Regions from separate parts of the Sus scrofa genome. Here region 1 is linked to region 2. Evidence: chromatin contacts called from public promoter capture Hi-C data. All regions are on one chromosome and are shown on one strand. Each heading gives the region's core, a stretch centred on a gene start, on an enhancer-like site or on the middle of the called end of the contact. The rest is flanking DNA. Distances are from core to core; before and after follow the strand shown.

Region 1 (6,060 bases), core at 578-3,077, 320 kb before region 2:
CAGTCTACATGAATACTGTTAGTCTTTCTTAATACCAAAAATGAATAGATTGTTAACAGTTAACTTTGTTGCAGATTTAAATATGAAAATGGGTTTCATTTGTCCACACATGAAGTGGGTTGGGCTTAGCTTCTGAAATAATTCACAAGCTATAATTATGAGAGGAAAATAAAGCCGATGAATGAAATTTCAGATCAATCTTAGTAACCTGACTTATACCTTAAGTGGCTCATGCTGATCATTTGTATCTTAAACTAGGTTATGTTGAGATAACTGTTCTTCACAGAAGAAAACGTCAATATCTGATGTTTAGTATTCAGTTCCAATGAACAATCAATCAACAGCTGAAGTTTATCTAATATTTCAGTTAGGACCTCTGGTAAACAACCATTTTATCTCCAAAATGACACATTTTGGATTTCAAGCTTCAAGTTCTAGGTTCTGATATGCATTACCTGTCAAGGTTTTTGGTTTTGGTTTTTTCCAATTCTAGAATGTCCTTCAATTTCTAGCTAAAACCTTCCACTCTGATAATTACTGTTCTACACTAATTTGCTTAACTGCCCTCATCCTCCAAATGTCCCACATCTGTACTGGTTTATCTGTGACCGTGCAGCACCCTTATCTTCTTGAGTCACCAACATAAATAAGGCAGCAGTAAGGATTCGGGAACAAACATTTCATTCAAACATTAATCTATTTCCACCCACCAGTAAACGCAGCCCAAATATTAGGGACTCTTCCAAAAGTCTGGATTTTATCTCAGTTCGTATAATAATACGATAAAGCAATACCAAGCCAAGTCCGAAGTGGTCCGACAACCTGCAAGCCTGAACCGCTTCTTGGAGGAAGCTGCCCGGGGAATTTTCAACCAATGCCACGCAGCAAACACTGCTTTTTTCGAATCCAGCAGCTCTGCCCCAGTTTTCGACATTCTGGTTTGTGTCCAAGTACCTTTCGTGTTAATCGCAGTTAGAGGGCTGAGCCCTGTTTCGCAGGCTGCAAACCCCGGGGGGCCGACAGGGCCAGGTGCCTCCAGAGCGTGGACCCACGCAAACTAGTAACAGCGCTGGTGAGGCTTCATGCACACCGGTCGCTTCCGTCCTTCCCGAGGCCCCAGAAAGCAGGTGCTATGAACCAATCCCTATTTGCAAAAGATCCCAGCGAGGCCCGGGAAGGGTTGAGTCGCCCCCCTCACCCGGGTCACACAGGTGGTAAGGGGCTTCGGGCAGGCCTCCAGCCGCCACCGCCCCCCCCCCCCCGCCCCCGACCACTTTTGGCTCCACAACCAGTGGGTTCATTCGGGTCCCCAGGAGAGCGTCCCCGGGAAGCCCGCGGGCCTGCAGGGAGGTGGGGACACCTCGCCCCCACCCGAGTAAAGACGACACCCGCCGAACCAGAGCGCCTGAAGCGCGAGGGGAGGTGCGGGCCGCGGTGAACGGGGTCGTTGTGACCAGGTAGGGCCTCCCTTCCGGCCACTCCGGTGGCCCGAGCCGAACAGCGAGTCCAGTGGAGGCCGGGGACTCCGGGCGGCCAAGGGAGAGAAAACACGCAGCCTTGGCGCTCGGGCCCGAACCTATCCCGGCGCCGCGGAACGCGGGGAGGCGTAATTGGGGACCACGTACCTCATACCGGAGGGGGCAGAGGTGGTTTGGCTCGCCTTCACCTAGGAGCAGCGGCGGGAGCTCCTCCGTGATACACCCGGCGAAGCGGAGCAACTCAAGCGGCCGGGGAGGAAAACGCCAAACTGCGGGTGCAGCCCGGGAGGCCTTGAGTGTAACACCGCCTTCGCCCCGCCCCTTCCGGTAGCCTCCCGGAATCACTTCCGGTGGCTGCTCCCCGCTGGCTCCAGGCTCTGGGTAACCCAGGCCAAGTGATCACGCGCAGCCGATCCCTCTGGAGGCTTCCCCTCTGTGCCCGGGAGCGGAGCAGCGGCCGGGAGGTCTCCCCGCGCCTGTGCCACGCGGCCGCCTCCTCCGAGGCGCTGCGATGTGCTGCGAGAAGTGGAGTCGCGTGGCCGAAATGTGTCTCTTCCTGGAAGACCTGCAGGAGGGCTCCCGGATCCTATGCTTCTGCTCTCGGGCGTTCGTGGAGTAAGTCAGACGCGGGCCTCCAGGTTCCCGATGTGAGGGCTGCAAGACAGGGTGACCGATCGATCCCCGACACCGCGGCCGGGGTCCCTGACCCCGGGGAGAGGGATGCTTTAAGAAAGGAAAACGAGACCTCAGACTACGACGGGGTGTCGCCTGGGGCCCTTAAACGCGGGAGTAAATCTGCCCTGTGGGCGGTTGGGGAAAGATGCGGAGCTGATATTTGTCACTTTACACTGATCGACTGAGGGAACCGCCAAAAACTGGGGAAAGAAATTGAAATGAAAGCGCTCTAGGATGTGACATCACAGGGTGAAGGTTTAAGACGAATAACTTCTTGGGGTAACATCTTTTTTGAAACCTTAAGATTTGTTAAAGCGCAAGTGCACATAATGAGAACTTCTCGTTATCTGAAAGATTTAACTATAATTATGTCGGGTTTTGAGCTCTCCTGATTTTTGGAAAATAGCTGTTTTAGGTAAAAGTTGCCCTGCATGGGAGATAGTAGGTAAGAAAGAAACTGACTCAAGAATTGGATTTGGGGGCTTTTTTTTGTTTTTTTTAATTAGGTGTGTGAGTTTCTCATGCAATCCTTTTTTAAAAAATCTCAGAAATTGGTTTATCTGCCCTAATCCTTTCACTGGCTTTTTGTTAGTTAAGTTATTCAACTTGCAGAAGTGGATTTTATGTGATAGTCTTAATATATTTTAATATGGTAGAATTTAAATTTGAAGGAAATTTTACTATTCACCATGTGTTTTTGAGGCATAATTGGAAAATTAATCTGAAAAATTAAATTTCATGTAAAAAATATTGTCGCTGCTGTATTAATGCAGCTGCACATGCATTCAGATATTCATCCAGAATCACCATGCTCTGTGGACTGAGCAATCTCTCAAAAATTTGCGTTATAGAGAACCCTTTGCAAGGGTAATGGGATATTCTTCAAGTACCAGGCATCAGAAATATATCTTTCCTGGTGATGAGTGCTCTTAAAGATTCTTGCCCTAAATAGAAAACAGAATTTTCATAAAAATTTAAGCACTATCATTCTCTCTCGCTTACCTTTCTGCCTCAGAGTAGTTGTAGCCTTGGGATTCACTAGTGACAACCTTGGACACCTGTCTCTTGTGTCACCCCTGGAGAGGTGTCTTTCTGCTCAATCCTCTGGACATGGTGTAACCTGTCAGCCTGGCCCACTCCCCTCAAGGCACGCAGGTGGCACTGTGGCTGAGGCCACGGAGTTCACTGGAAAAGAGTACCTGGCTGATATGGGGTGTGAGGGCCAAGAAAGAGGAGTCAGCTTGCTCACGTACCAGCCACGGCACATACTCAGTTCTTAGCCTGCAGCCCTTTTAAGGTTTGATGTTGTCTTCATGAAGCTTCCTTTCCAAAAAAGAAGAGAAGGGTAGGGAATACAAGTTATAAAAAGTTGAGAAAAGTTCTTGTACTTTATCTATAGGAAACAGGACGCAACTGGAATAGGTCGCAAAATCGGTGAAGAGAAGAGAGCAAGGTGGCTTTTCCCTTTAGATCAGTTAATGGTCAGGTAAATTATAACCCTTTAGGGCAAAATAACTTGGAAATATAACCTCAGCATTGTTGCTGGTAGTCATTGAGAAGTCCTCAGGAGTGGGAGGAAAGATGCTGGGAGTTCAGAGGCTCCTAAGTGATTTTTCAAGTAGGGAAAAGGATTGTTTCAAAATCTAAAAACGACAAATTTGACTGTTGGCAAAGTTCTATTGGAGGATTAAAATGAAAGGTCAGTACCATGTAGCAAAAAACAGAAAATGAGCTTTAGCGTAGGTGCCAAATTGAGCTGATTCTTAGGCTAAATAAGATTATAGAACATAATATTGTAACTAATTTCCTTTTTCCTTTTTTACAGCTGCACCTGCCCATGTGGAAGTTCCCAGGCTAGGGGTGGAATCGGAGTGCAGTTGCCAGCCTACACCACAACCACAGCAACACAGGATCCAAGCCACGTCTGTGACCTAAGCTATAGCTTGAGGCCACACTGGAACCTTAACCCACTGAGTGAGGCCAAGGATCCAACCTGCATCCTCACAGAGATTAGTCCTATATCCTCAGAGGAGATTACTCAGGTTCTTAACCTGCTAAGCCACAATGGGAACTCCTTGTAACTAATTTTCAATTTCTGAGGACATTACATTAACATACTGTCTTAGGAACTCTATAATTGGAGTAATAATTATAATTCATCTACACATTTAACTTTCTATGTATTTTCTATGTGAAGTTCATATATATTTACAGTGTTATAGATCTCTTAGAAATGATCAGTACAATGGCTATATAGCAACATGAAAAAAATCTTTAATTTACATTTCAGAATATAAAATACTTAGACAATGGTTACAATTATGTAAAAAATTTTGTGCTTATGTACAAAACCTAGAATAGAAAATGCTGAAAGGATGGAGTAGTAGGTTTTTGCCTAAAAGTTGCCTGCACTGTCAATCACAAGCTTTAATTATTTTTCAAATAATTCATTTTGAAATAATTTCAAACTCATAAAAGTAGTTCAGAGAAGGATATGAAAGTACAAGTACACAAGAATTTTGTTTTGTTGAATTTATTGTAGCTCCATTAGGAAAGTAGTATTAGCTACTACTTGCAGTTATGATGGAATTTATTACAGCCTGATTTACCGGTAAGAAGATATAATAGCAGCCCTCCCCCCTTTATTAAGTTTTCTACTAGGTACATGTTGGATATAACTTCCCATCTTAGTAAAGAAAAAATGTAGATGGAGGTATATAAAGAAAAGTTTAACCATTCACTGTTTTAAGAGTCATTGACACTGAATTGTTTTATCTTATGTTTCAGTTTGACAAAATAAATAAGAACTTCATTTTATGTCAGGCCCTGAAACATCCTTAGCTCAGCCCATGAGTGTCGCATCCACTAGGCAATGGATTATGTGGCTTATTTGCAAATTGACTAGGGTCTGCATGTGGGCTTATAAATGTGTAAGACAGATCTTTTCACATTTATCCTCACTCCTTCAATCAAATTTAGAGAATATTTCACTGCTTGTGTGTCATAAGGAGGGTCAGATTCTTCCCCCAATATCCAGAACTGCCGCTTGATTTTAATAATTAATGATGGGTGTTATGATCTGCGTGCCGTGTAGTGTATAGCAAATGTTTTACATTTACAGTCTTTACACCAGCCCCCTGAGGTGTGTGTTATTACCTCTGTGTTACAGAGAAGGAAAATGTATTCGCATGTAGCTTTCCTGGTTTTCAGTCTTTTCATTAATTAATCTATGCCATCTTAAATTTTTTCTCTAAATTTATTGTGTAATTTTTTTCAGTCTTGGCTTTTAATTTGCTTTACAGAGATCGGAAATTGTACAATTTGGGATTAAAAGGCTACTATGTGAAAGACAATGGCAACAATGCAGGTAATACGGCAAGAAGCTACAGACCTTTTTTGCTGAAAATATTATAAATGACAAATGATTGTATCATCATAGATAGTTCATATTTTTTTCACTATAACATGGTCCTGGAATCGCTCAGAGCAGATCTTCCCATTGCCTGTAGCTAGCCCATGTTTGGACTTGAGGCAGCCTCTCTTGCCCTGTACAGCATTCCTTCCTGAGCTGTCACCATTAGGTAAGAGAGACCTGAACTTTGAAGCTTGGAAAAGCAGAAAACATAGTTTCTTCAGCAGAACTTTATTGTGTTAAAAAATAAACTGAGACACATTAAAACATTTTTTTTTTTCAAGAATTTGAGCATGCCTGAATTCAGATCAGCACCAGACCAGCTCCAGGTGGTTATAGGGGTGCCCCACAGCAGAGGTAGGAGAGGAGTTTTTATAGAGAAGATGGAGATGCAAAGCAAGGAATTTGATTGGCCGTAGTTTAAGCAGCTGCCTTATTTGGGAAGGTGTGCTTGGCTGCTTGTGCCTCGTTGTTAAGTTTCATTGTCTCGGATTC
Region 2 (5,995 bases), core at 1,477-3,976:
TTTTAAAATGGGTATACGGGAGTTCCCGTCGTGGCGCAGTGGTTAACGAATCCGACTAGGAACCATGAGGTTGCGGGTTCGGTCCCTGCCCTTGCTCAGTGGGTTAACGATCCGGCGTTGCCGTGAGCTGTGGTGTAGGTTGCAGACGCGGCTCGGATCCTGCGTTGCTGTGGCTCTGGTGTAGGCCGGTGGCCACGGCTCCGATTCGACCCCTAGCCTGGGAACCTCCATATGCCGCAGGAGCGGCCCAAGAAATAGCAAAAAGACAAAAAAAAAAAAAAAAAAAAAAAAAAAAAAAAAAAAAAAAAAAAAAAAAAAATAAAATGGGTATACGTAAACTTTTCCATGGGGCTGGTGCATGTGCTTTTTTCCCCTTAAAGAAATGCCTACTGCTTGCAGTGTAAAAGAATCTCCACCACTCTGCCTGCAGTTTTCAAGCAGAAGTCCTCAATGTACCTTAAGCCAAATTGAATATTAGGTATTTTACAGCTTTTACAAAATGGCTGTAAAATCACATTATGGGCATACACAGCTCTTTGATCTCACTGCACAGAATTCATAACTGTTCAATAATGCTATACCATTACACCACACACCTTAAACTATTTCCATTTTTCCACAATTCCTTCCAAAATCAGCTTCCAAAGCACAGCAATGTAACATGAAAAGTTCCTGGGAGGGCTTGTTACACAAAAGAACAGCTTGGATACAAACTGATCTACACAATATCCATCTTCTGCGGAGCTGACTTATCCCTCCCCTTCCCTCCATCACTGCTAAAGGTGGGTGCACTTGAGTCATGGAAAGAAGAGGCTCTTCCATCACCACACCCTCCCAGCACCTCTGCTTTTGGTCCTCACGCAGGGATTCTGTGTAGGTGATGAAAATCCTAAGAAAAGAGAAGCTGTCCCTTTAAAATGCCCTGCTCTGTCCCACATCCCACGTGGAACCAACATCAGCAGCACTTTCCCACTAACTTCAATGTGATGCAAGAGGCACCATCCTTTTCCATACATAAAACCAGAAAACCTCAGCTTAACATTCTTTCCTGAGGATGAACAGGTGAAGCAAACGTGTCAGGAAGGGAGAAACCCAGCAACTCCCCACCCCACCCCAAAAGGTGCTCCAGTCTTGCACACCAGCCTCTCTGAGCAACATCACCTCTCTACCCCTCCTCTGTAGAGCCCAGTTTAAAGAAAGGAGGGAGCCACTAACAAAACCTGAAGCAGAAATGCGACGAAAATGCAATCTAGAGCCGGAAAGGTTTATTCTTCCAATCACACATATTAACTCTATTAAGAAAATGGCATCACTTTTTTTTTTCCACCAGGGGAAAAAAAAAAAAAAACCCGCAACGATCATTAAAAGAGTTATAAAATAGCAAATATAGTGTTTATCTTATCTCAGATCAGTCCACATTACCAATAAGTTTAGCAGTTTCTGCACTACCATCTCCCCCCCTCCCTCCCCCTCCTTCTCGAGCATCGGATTTTCACGTTTTCTCATTGTCGGTTGAGTTATAAAAGGCTTTTGCCCTTCGAAAGTTTTAAAAAATAAATAAATATTAACTCCTTGGTCCCTGCAAAGTCAAAATGGACTTCAGGGGAAAGGCGGTTCATACTTTTACCTTGAGCGAGAAAAGGGGGAGCATCCCGGATTTTTTGGGATTTTTTTGCGATTTTTAAAAAATTTTTATTTGGTTATATGCCTGAGTTCTCCCTCCATTTTGGTTGTTTATGATACTGACAACAAGCTGTCCCAGCTCTGTGCAGATCTCCTGCTTTCATTTAGCACCCCCTCCCCCCCCGCAGCCACACATCCCGGGCTCACACCTCCCCGCAGACCCCGCACCCCGACCCCGACTCGCCCACCTGAGGAAAGGGCAAAAACAAATTCATTTCTCCCCCAAAGAAAAAACCTCTTTTGAAAAAGGGGCAAAGTTCCCCCAAGTCACTCAAAGTGCCCCCCAAATATTGCCGACTGCGGGTTTCCGCCAGGCCCTTTGGGAAGCGACCTTCCCCCGGGATGTTTTGGTGGAAAATGCGGAGAGTTTACTCTCAAAACTGAATTTATATTAATTTTTCCCTTATTTTTCGGGTCTCTAATGTCTTCCGCTCTCGCTGCTGCCGCTGCCGCTGTCACAATATTCACAGCACCAGAGAGGAGGAGGAGGAGGAGGAGGAAAACTTTTCAAACTTTCCAGACCCTGAATAAAGGGTTTTTTTTTTTTCCCACCGACCTCACCTTCGGGTCTCCAGCCGCATCGCCCCCTGCCCTGTCAGAAGCGACTTCGGGAGTCCTCGCACCCCCGCTGAATGATTTTATTTTATTTTTTATTATTATTTTTCTCTCTGGGGTCCTGAGCAGGGGCTGAGAGTAGCACAAACTTTTCCTCCTCCTGCCGCCGCCGCTGCTCCTCTGCCCCCTCGGCTAGTCCCATAATTTAAATAACCCTGATATTTCTCCCGCTAAACGCCTCTCCGCCGCCCCGGACCCCGGGAGAACTCACCGCGGGGCTTTAACATCCTCCCTCCGGCCCGTCCGCCGCCTTTACACCGCCCGCGGAATTTCTAATAATTTTTTTCTCATATTTCGGGCTGGACGCGGCGGGCCTGGAAATTGTTTCCTTACGCCTCTTTCCAGCAGCCATTGTAGTGTATGCGCTGCCCCTGCAGCCCAACTTGCAGCTGCCGCCGCCGCCGCCGCCGCCGCTGCCGCCGCCGCCGCCGACGTCGCGCCCACCGCCGCCTCCCCCGGCCTGTTCGGCCACCGCCCCCGCCTCCCGCCGGCCCGCCCCCTGCCCCCGCCCGCCGCTGTGCCCGTCCCCCGGGCGCGCTCCGCCCTGGGGCCGGCCACTGGGCGCCCTCGCCGCCGGGATCCGGCCTAGCGATTGGTCCGCCGCGCCGCCCGTCAATCCAAAGCGCTAAGGGGCGGACAGCGGCGAGGGGGGAGCTGCGGGGCGGGGGCGGGGGCGGGGCCGCGCGCGCCGCCCCGCCCACTCCTCCCGCCTCGGCCCTCCTCCCGCCGGCCGGGGGCGGGGCGAGACCCGCCCGCCCCCGCCTCTCAGGACCCCGCTCGGCTGTCAGTCAGGCGGCGGCGCGCACCGATTGGGCGGGCCGCCGCCGGGGAGCGGGGGCAGCATGTTGGGATGCGCGCTACTTAAGGTCCGGCTGCGTGAGCCATTGACGTGTTTGGAGCTGGAGACGGCCTGGGCGCTGGCGAAGCCTCCGCGCGAGCGCGAGGTGAGTGGTCCCCCGCCCTTCCCTCCGCGGCGGCTGCGGGAAGAGAGGGGCTTTCCTGGGCCGCCGCGGGGCTCGAATCCACTTGTTCGGCCTGAAGCCGCTTCCCCCCGGCCTGGCCTCGGCTCGGGCCCCTTCCTCTCGCACCTCCTCCTCGGACTCGGGTCTCTTCGGGACCGGGGCGAGGAAGGCGCCCCCTGCCCGGGCACCCCCTCCCCTCCCTCCAACCTCCTCCCCAGCGTTTGGAGGGTAAGTGGCTACCCTGGCCCCCAGTTTCCTCCCTTTTCTTTGCCCCCTGCCCTTCTCGGCACCGTCGAAGGTCGAAATAAGGTGTGTTCACCTGCGCCCGCGGTCGGCCGTTGGGCGGACAGGCAGCGCCGCGGGAGGCAGCGAGGCCTGGGGCATGCTTTGCTCCGGGGTCTCCCCTCGCCTTCCCCGCCCCCTCCGCAGAGCCACCCCGACTTCCTGACCCTGCCTTTCTGCACCCAGCAGTGGCTTAAAGGGTTGAGGGCCTTGCAGGACGTCTTTCGGCTTCCCGACGGTTACCCCCGCGTTGGGGGTAGCCGCAGGCCCTGCCTGGGCTCCGACCTGCACTGGGCACGGACGTGTCGGCACGTTCCCTTCCTCCCTCCCTTGCAAAGCTGCTCAGAGAGTGGGGACGTGAACCACTTAGATGGGAAATCAAGAAATACTTTTTTAAGCCGTTGGCCCTTTGGAAAAGATTTTAGAGCTGTTCCTGAAATGTGCTGGGCCTTTGCGGCCCCTCCCTCAAATCTTTGTTTTTTTGACTGTCTTCTGCAAGTAGAGCTCCCTAACGTTTGTATGGTGCCTTCAGAAGATGAGGAGATAAAGCCTCTAACGGAATACTCCAGCTTCCCTTCAGACCCGCTCTTCATTGTAAACCGACATTTCCTCTTCATGTGTAGTTAATACATGAGGATTCATGCGAAGACGGTGACATGTGAAAACCCAAACTTAGAGTGACTTGTATTTAGAATCCGGAAGGGAAAGGAAATGAAATGGTGAATAAACTCCCAGAGCAAACCTCCTTTGGTATATGTGATGTTACCTAGGTGTTATTTTTAAAGAATTCCTGACCCGTGGTGCTGGTAAAATTCAAAGTAAGATGCTTTCCTGTAAGGCACCCAACTTGAGTTTTGTCTGCGCCCGATCGTTGTTGAGGTTATATCCAAGGACGACTATGAACAGCTAAGCATAGTTCAGTGTTCTCACAGCATAGGGCAGATATGAAAAAGAAGGCTGTGAATTTATCTCGTGCCATCATCTCTCAGGAAGAAGTCAAGCCTGCAAACAAACACATTGTGTTCAGGAGAGGGAAAAGCTTCTAGCTATGGTTGAACAGGATCTTGAATTAATTCACTTTTTGCTAAGCTGTTTTTGTTAACCTAGGTATACTCAGGTATTGGTCAGTGAAAATCACAAAGGGATTACTTAGTGGCCCTAAAAGCAAAGGGCTCTGGAATGACTAGACGTTTTTGCATCCTGCTTTTTAAAGGTTGTCTTCTTTAACCTGGATATCCTGATCTTTGCCTTAATAGAGAAACTGAACTAAGTGACTTTTTTCAGAATACTTCCACTTTTCAGGAGCTCGTGGGGTTTGTTTTTTCTGAATGTATTTTATTTCTTTTAACATGGCTGATGTTTTTGGATGGTCCCATCCTGGGCAGGAAATGTAGAAACCATTTTGTATGGAAGTCATTACCTCTTTCTGGTTATCCTGATGCAGTTTTTTATTCAGTGTTTTTTTTTTTGTTTTTTTTGTTTTTGTCTTTTTTTAGTGGGTCACACTGCACTATTTGTTGGCTTCTCCTTGGGTCTTTAGGTAAAAGACAAACTAGAACAGGATTCAGGGGGAAGCTCTTTAAATTAGTGCAGAACATTTACAGATATTTCTGGATGGCTGATTGATAATATACCAATATATCGAAGCAAACAAAATAATCACTTTTAAATAATTAACAGCTAGTTGACTTTCTAATTTCTTTTAATTCCTTCTCAGACATGTTTTTGAAAATAATAGACATAGCAATTTCAGTTAACCACGTTATAGACAGTAGTCGTCAGTCAGCATTCACGATGTGGCTCAGAGGGTTAAGCACCTGACATTGTCTTGGATCCTTGGATCCCTGGCCTCGCTCAGTGGGTTAAGGATCTAGAGTTGCTGTGATTGTGGTGTAGGCCTGCAGCTGCAGCTCCAGTTCGACCCCTAGGCTGGGAACTTCCATGTGCTGCAGGTGCATCCCTAAAAAGAAAAGAAAAAGGAGCAGTTGTCCTGGGATGTAGTTGACATTATCTGTCGTATGAGTGTGTGACTTGACTTGGAATCACTAATTGGCTCTTAGAGAACTCTGATCATCCTTAATCGATAAAGGCTTCTGCAGAGCTGTGTTGGTATAAGGGTTTGGAAGATTAATGAACCACAGTACTAGTACCAGCTTACTTCAACGCAGGGACATCTTAGTTAAGTGGAGGATGCCACTGGAAGTTAAGTTTCAGATTTCTTTTTGTAACTTTTCAAAATGTCAACTAAGCCATAACTTTGCTTTTTCAGTATATTGGCCATCCTAGGTCTGGCCATGGAGTAGATCTTCAGGTGCTTCAGTGAACAGATGTCTTTGCTAAAATTAGGTTGTTCGAAATTATCCCATCCCAGTCTTGTCCGCTAATCAATGTGTAAACAGGAAGCAATCGCTACGGTGCATAGGCTGTGTTCTTAGGTTCTGTTAATACATTTA

What was found. Promoter capture Hi-C pulls out the DNA fragments that hold promoters and counts their contacts.
Region 1: a contact with region 2 is called in a promoter capture Hi-C map of liver, with 7 times the contacts expected there. The contact joins the promoter of TGS1 here to the promoter of PLAG1 in region 2. A contact is called at or near these places in 1 of 5 promoter capture datasets (liver), 2 of 47 Hi-C or Micro-C datasets (alveolar macrophages and heart right ventricle) and 1 of 2 datasets of contacts at active chromatin or transcription factors (alveolar macrophages).

Annotation. Positions count from the first base shown.
Region 1 is chr4:75,964,919-75,970,978 of Sscrofa11.1, reverse strand. It overlaps TGS1 (trimethylguanosine synthase), which reads left to right and starts at 1,827. Exons shown (of 14, transcript XM_001927876.6): 1 at 1,827-2,093; 2 at 5,456-5,520. The coding sequence starts at 1,990. TMEM68 (transmembrane protein 68) reads right to left here and starts at 1,778. Exons shown (of 7, transcript XM_021089365.1): 1 at 1,626-1,778.
Region 2 is chr4:75,643,316-75,649,310 of Sscrofa11.1, reverse strand. It overlaps PLAG1 (zinc finger protein PLAG1), which reads right to left and starts at 2,726. Exons shown (of 3, transcript XM_021089355.1): 1 at 2,510-2,726. It overlaps CHCHD7 (coiled-coil-helix-coiled-coil-helix domain-containing protein 7), which reads left to right and starts at 3,093. Exons shown (of 4, transcript XR_002343320.1): 1 at 3,093-3,242.